Regions from separate parts of the Arachis hypogaea genome. Here region 2 is linked to region 1. The links are chromatin contacts, called in public Hi-C maps. All regions are on one chromosome and are shown on one strand. The core of a region is the stretch at or near the end of the contact, and the rest is flanking DNA. Distances in the headings are between cores, read along the strand shown.

Evidence for each region. A called contact is a pair of places that touch in the nucleus more often than the background predicts.
Region 2: a Hi-C map of leaf shows a contact between it and region 1, with 5 times the contacts expected there. The contact joins the enhancer-like site here to the promoter of LOC112776244 in region 1. A contact is called at or near these places in 4 of 8 Hi-C or Micro-C datasets (leaf and an unstated tissue).

Annotation. Positions count from the first base shown.
Region 1 is chr19:17,914,434-17,917,285 of arahy.Tifrunner.gnm2.J5K5, reverse strand. It overlaps LOC112776244 (disease resistance protein RPV1), which reads left to right and starts at 1,499. Exons shown (of 6, transcript XM_029295862.2): 1 at 1,499-1,697; 2 at 1,886-2,305; 3 at 2,648-2,762; 4 at 2,764-2,852. The coding sequence starts at 1,633.
Region 2 is chr19:18,047,275-18,050,126 of arahy.Tifrunner.gnm2.J5K5, reverse strand. It overlaps LOC112780119, which reads left to right. Exons shown (of 11, transcript XM_025824460.3): 11 at 1-40. Among protein-coding and RNA genes, the nearest start is that of LOC112780119, 8.7 kb to the left of the region's middle. Within about 2 kb of position 1,401, at least 2 of the 3 cell types and tissues checked have open chromatin away from gene starts, as enhancers often do.

The sequences.
Region 1 (2,852 bases), core at 250-2,749:
ATATTTAAAGACGATAATTCATAATCAAATATTTCAACTTTAATTTACTTACCACTCATATAAATTTGCAACTTCTAATACGCATGTTGATTTGACAAGTTATTAAGTTGATCAACATGACAAGTTGATAAGCTTAAGAAATGATATTTTTCTTCTATACCACCATAGAAATAGTATAAATAGGTGGTTAGGTTTAAACTAGTATATGAAATTTTTATGAATTATAGTAAGAGTTGTTGGGGGGCTAGTAAATTGATGTTGTGTTTTTATATTTATTTGCAATCAACCTCTTTTAAAGTGAAGGAGTTCATAAAGAAAAAGTGAAGAATTAATCACTCTTTAATACAGACAATAAAATTCACATGTAAAAATAGTTATAAATTTAATAATAATTAAATTCGATATTTTTTTTTTCTGTAATGTTGATATTTTCTCTTTATATTTAGATTGAGCTTGAGCGTTTACACTATTTAATTTAGTATTTTTAGTATAATTGAGGCTTAATTTTTTATGGAATATCACAAATTACTACACTTTATATATCTTTGTGTAAGAAATTTAGTCTGGGTAGGGTAATTATAAGTATATTGCACTTCTCCTCGATAATTTGATGAGTTATAACTATAGTAGCTTCTTGTATGACAGTGATGAGCTTGCATTAAGTTTGATTTAATTAATAAGACAGGGCCTTCTCTTCTCATCTTCCTCTATGCTATCTTTAAAAGTATATGGTAATGTGAATTGGAGAAGTTGTGTCGAGACTAGTGTTAAATAGTAAATGTGAGTAGTATAACTATAAAGAATGGTTCTACATTGAAAAAGATATACTTATGAAGAATTTATAAAATAAAAAACTCATAAATTTAAGGTCTTAAAGTTTTGACTTAAATATGATATTTTTTCTTTTAATATTCTCCTATTTGGTTTTCTCTAAGATATTTTCAGTGGTGGAGAACTTCACACGATGGCTTCACAGCTCAGAGGAGTACCACTGTATTTTCTGATAGTAGTGCTGCAATCCACATTGCTTTGAACCTAACCTTCCATGAGAGAATGAAGCATATTGAGATGGACCGTCACTTCACACGACAATTAATGCAGCCTGCTTTGTTTAAATCATAGACATCTTCTTCCCTTCCATTTGTGATATAAGGATTTAAAAATAGGAATTTTGAGTAGTGTATTCATTAATGAATTGAAATAGTATTTCAGTATAGATACAGAAACAAGTTAATATACATATTTTTGTATACTTAGAGTCAAAGACTATAGACAATGAGTGTTACTCATGATTTTATTATTCATTTATTATTGTTATCTCTTCCTGTTTGAACAAGTCCACTCTTGTTGCTTGTGCTTATGTCATGGATGACAACATTGTTAAATAATTGGAGGGTGCTTCTTATCTTAGAATTCAAAGTTCTTTGAACCTCTCAGGCCAGGTTATATCTGTTGGCTGGATCTACTATATAACAAGCACTATCTTATTATTCTGCACACTAACTGTTTGATAAAATGTTGCATCGATCAATTTGGTAACAACTATCATTTCAGGTTTGAAACAAAGTTTGTCAAATGTTTCTTTTATTTTCCATGTTTTAATTTGTGGCAACTTTGATCTCAATTCAGTAGATGTACATATTTATGCTTCCTAATTGTGATATTGAATGGTGTAGAAGCAAACTGAGGCAGACAAGGTGCACTTCTTTATCTCCAATGGCATCTTCCAAAGCTTTCCAAATAAAACTTGTTGTATTTGTTGGTCTCTTGTTTGTCTCAAATTTAAGGGCATGGAAGAAAATATGATATCTGAAAATTCTTATTCATATACTGATAAAACTTTAACTTTCCGAGCTCCTCAAATAAAATATGATGTCTTTGTTAGCTTTAGAGGCACAGATATTCGCCAAGGTTTGCTGAGTCATTTGATTAAGGAATTTCATCGAAAACAAATTTTTGCCTTTGTTGATGACAAACTTGAGAGGGGAGATGACATATCACAGGCACTTTTTGGAGCAATAGAAAAGTCGCTGATTTCATTGGTGATATTCTCACAAGACTATGTTTCTTCGAGATGGTGTTTAGAAGAACTTGTGAAAATAGTCGAGTGTAGAGAAAAAGATGGACAAACCGTAATACCTGTTTTTTACAAAGTAGATCCATCAGATGTACGATATCAAAAGGGCACCTTTGCAAATGTGTTCGCTGAACACGAGGAAAGGTATGATATGATCAAGGTGCAAAACTGGAGAACTGCTTTGAAAAATTCTGCTGATTTATCAGGATTTCACTCGACAAATTTTAGGTAAGTCTTTTCCTGCTTTTTTACATAGTTATATGCATCTACCTTGTAAGCAGTTATTGCATAAGTCTGGAGATTAACAATTGAAATGTAAATTGATTGTATATTAGGTAAGTCAATGATACATTGAATGATGATAATGTGATATATGTATGGCCTTGTGTGTACATGTAATTTTCTTTTACTTTGTAGTTCTGAATTTCACCTGTAGAAGCACATAGTAAAGTTAGTCTTCTCTAGGTTCATATTCATGAAGCTTTTAGATTGCTAATAAAAGAAAACAAAGGTTCCAAACTTCCAAATTAATAATAAATGTATATTTTCTTTTCCTTTGTTGTTGTATAGGAATGATGCTCAGCTTGTTGATCAGATTGTTGATTTTATATCATCAAGATTAAATGACATGCATCAGGTTAAATCAAAAGGACTTGTTGGAATTCACAAACCAATTGCACAGTTAAGAGTCGTTGATGCTCAAAGAATCCGAAGATGTACGTGTTATTGGAATTTGGGGTTTGGGCGGTATTGGTAAGACAACCATTGCAGAAGA
Region 2 (2,852 bases), core at 152-2,651, 130 kb before region 1:
GCTTTGTTTGAACTAAATGCTTAAAGAAGAATTCACCTAACAGGCTTCTTATTGCCAAGAGAAAGATGAATAAATTTTTATTTGTATCCATGAAAGATGTAAACGCTAACAAATGTATCCATGGAATAAAGAAACTCACTTTGTAACCACGGAAAATGACTTATATGTCCCAAGAGTATCCTAATGTTGGTTACCTACTTGGTCTGTTAGTATCTGAACCAACGTTAGAAAACGTATGGCACATGGAGGTTATCTTTCGTGGTTACAAGGTGAGTTTTTTTATTCTGAGTACATTTGTCAACGTTTATATCTTTTATGGGTACAAATGATAATTTATTTGAAAAAGATACTATGTTGAACAAGGAGCAGAGGTCTAGTATAATTCACACTTGATTGAATCTTATAATTATCTGAAAAGGGTTGATCACTAATTCTGTACTCAAGATTTAATCTGCGACAATAAAATTTTTGAAAGATGTTATCGACAAAATAATCCTTGTATGATTTGAAAATATGAAAAAAAAAATTAATAAATATTATATTTTTTGAGTAACAATTTTTGTATTTAGTAATTGATTTATTTATTTGATCTAAATTTTTGTAGTAATATTTAAAAGGTATAACAAAATTTAGAGTAAAATTTATTCTCTAGATTTTTTTTTTTATTTTTCAAAAAAAAGGTCATTTACAATGACAAAATTATTAAATTTTAAAGATGAATTTTTTTTAATAATGATCACAAAAATTGCATCATAATTTGACTCTAGGGTCGTATTTTAAAATATATATTTTATATCTAATTTTTTTAGTTGCATTTTTAAATCTTTCGGGAGCTTATTTGTCATTAGCATTTTTTGGGAGTTTTTTTTTTAATCAGCGAGGTGAACTTTTGGGTATTATTTTGGTAGTTTATTCTATCGGAAAAATAAGAATCTAGTCAGGGTTTCTAATCTTGGCATTGTGCATTGAGAGGGTTCCTTCACCTCAACCTATATTCTTTCAGGAAGTCGTTGATGTGAATAGATTTAGTCATCGTTGTTGGCTGTTGATATTCTGGGTAACATCTAAATAGGAGTTAAAAAGAGTGTTGCTGCATTACAACGGTTGCTAAAAGTAAGATAAGTATATTAAAGTTTTAGAAGTTGAACCAAATATCAAATCTTTCAAATTACTGGTTTAAAAAGAGGTGAACTGAAATTATTAAATTATAATAAAATACTCGGTATATGAAATTAAAAATAAATATACAAAATATACATAAATAATAAATTATATTATTAAATAAATATATAAATAGTTCATAATTACTTTTTTTTTTTACTAGGCCCATTAAGGGCAGGATAGGGCACAACCCGCCCCGGATCCGACCTGACTCTTAGTTTATCTAGTCGTTGATTTCTTTAATAATAAAAACTCTCTTCAAATGGACTTGGTTAAAAATTGAAACCCACTGAGCACTAACCCATTTTCACATGCATAATTGTGCTTCGATCTACTTTTTTTTGGTTGGTGTGGTTCGAAATTGTCTTAGTCTTTGGGCTTTAGCCCAAAATTGTTTTTGTAGCAAAATCAAACGGTTTTAATCTTTCAACTCTAATGTCATTCGGCAGCAAGTAGCACAGCTTTCTGACTAAGTTGAATCAGTTCAATAGTTAATTCACTAGTTCGCTTAAATAAATGTTAGTAATTCGAATTCTACCTTATACATACAATAATTTATTAGCCAATGACAAACCCTTAATAAAGATTGGATCCGCAGCAAATCAGTCCTTGTCCTGCTGAGTTTCTTTCTTGTCCTGCCCCGGGTTGGAATTTGGAAAATACCATGAAAGAACACCTAGCACAGCCCTCTTTTCAACAGATACAAGATGGGATAATAAACTAAGTAGAAGGTTTAACCAAAGTTTAATTGGATATAATAAAATAATATATTTATAGATAAAATATTATTTTTTAAAAAGTTATTTTATTTTATTATGTTAAACTAATTAGCCCCTAAAAATTTAGATCAGTTCGACTAATTTACCAATTTTTTAATCGGTTTGTTGACACTTAATTTTTACCCCTTTATAGCACCATACATAGCACCCTCTCTTTGCGTGTTTAATTTTTATTTTGTTTACATTATAGTTAAATGTAACATAAGAAGAAAGTGCAAATAAAATAAAGTTGGCATGATAAAATAAAATTGCTTCAATACAGACTGTAAATAACTTTTCAGTTTCTGATTAGTGTACATCATCATGTAGAATTGAAGAACCTTAATCAGCAAGTACGATGTAACATAATCATTTTACTCTTTCTTTCTTTTTTTTTTTTTTTGTTCAGAAGTAACAATAAAGCCTCTGGGTTGTCTTTAATATAAAAGATAGATACTAAAGCTAATAAGTGTATACGTAGGAATCGATGAAACTAGTTGAAAGGCACAGTTCATATCCCAAATGAAACTATTGCATCTTTCAATGGCATCATCCTTATATAGAAAAGTGACAACTCGATCTTTCTAAGCCAATAATTATTCTTCAATGGTTGGACGAGAAACACGCTAGTAGACGAGAAATGTGGCCCTCTTTCAGAAAAGATACGAATTAAATTGCATGCAATTCTATATCCAAGAAAAATATTAAAACAATAAAGACTGCGGATTCTAACCTTCGACAATTTCAATATTAAAACAAGTATTTATGGAGCCAAGGAAAGTCCGTTTAAATGGTAAAATTTTAGAATATATTCTCAAAATATTTGAGTTTGAGTTTTTCATTTCAATAGGCAATATATAAACACTTTGGTAAGTATTTTGTTAGAAATATAATTATTTATGTTATATTTTTCTATCAGTTTAAACTTTTAAA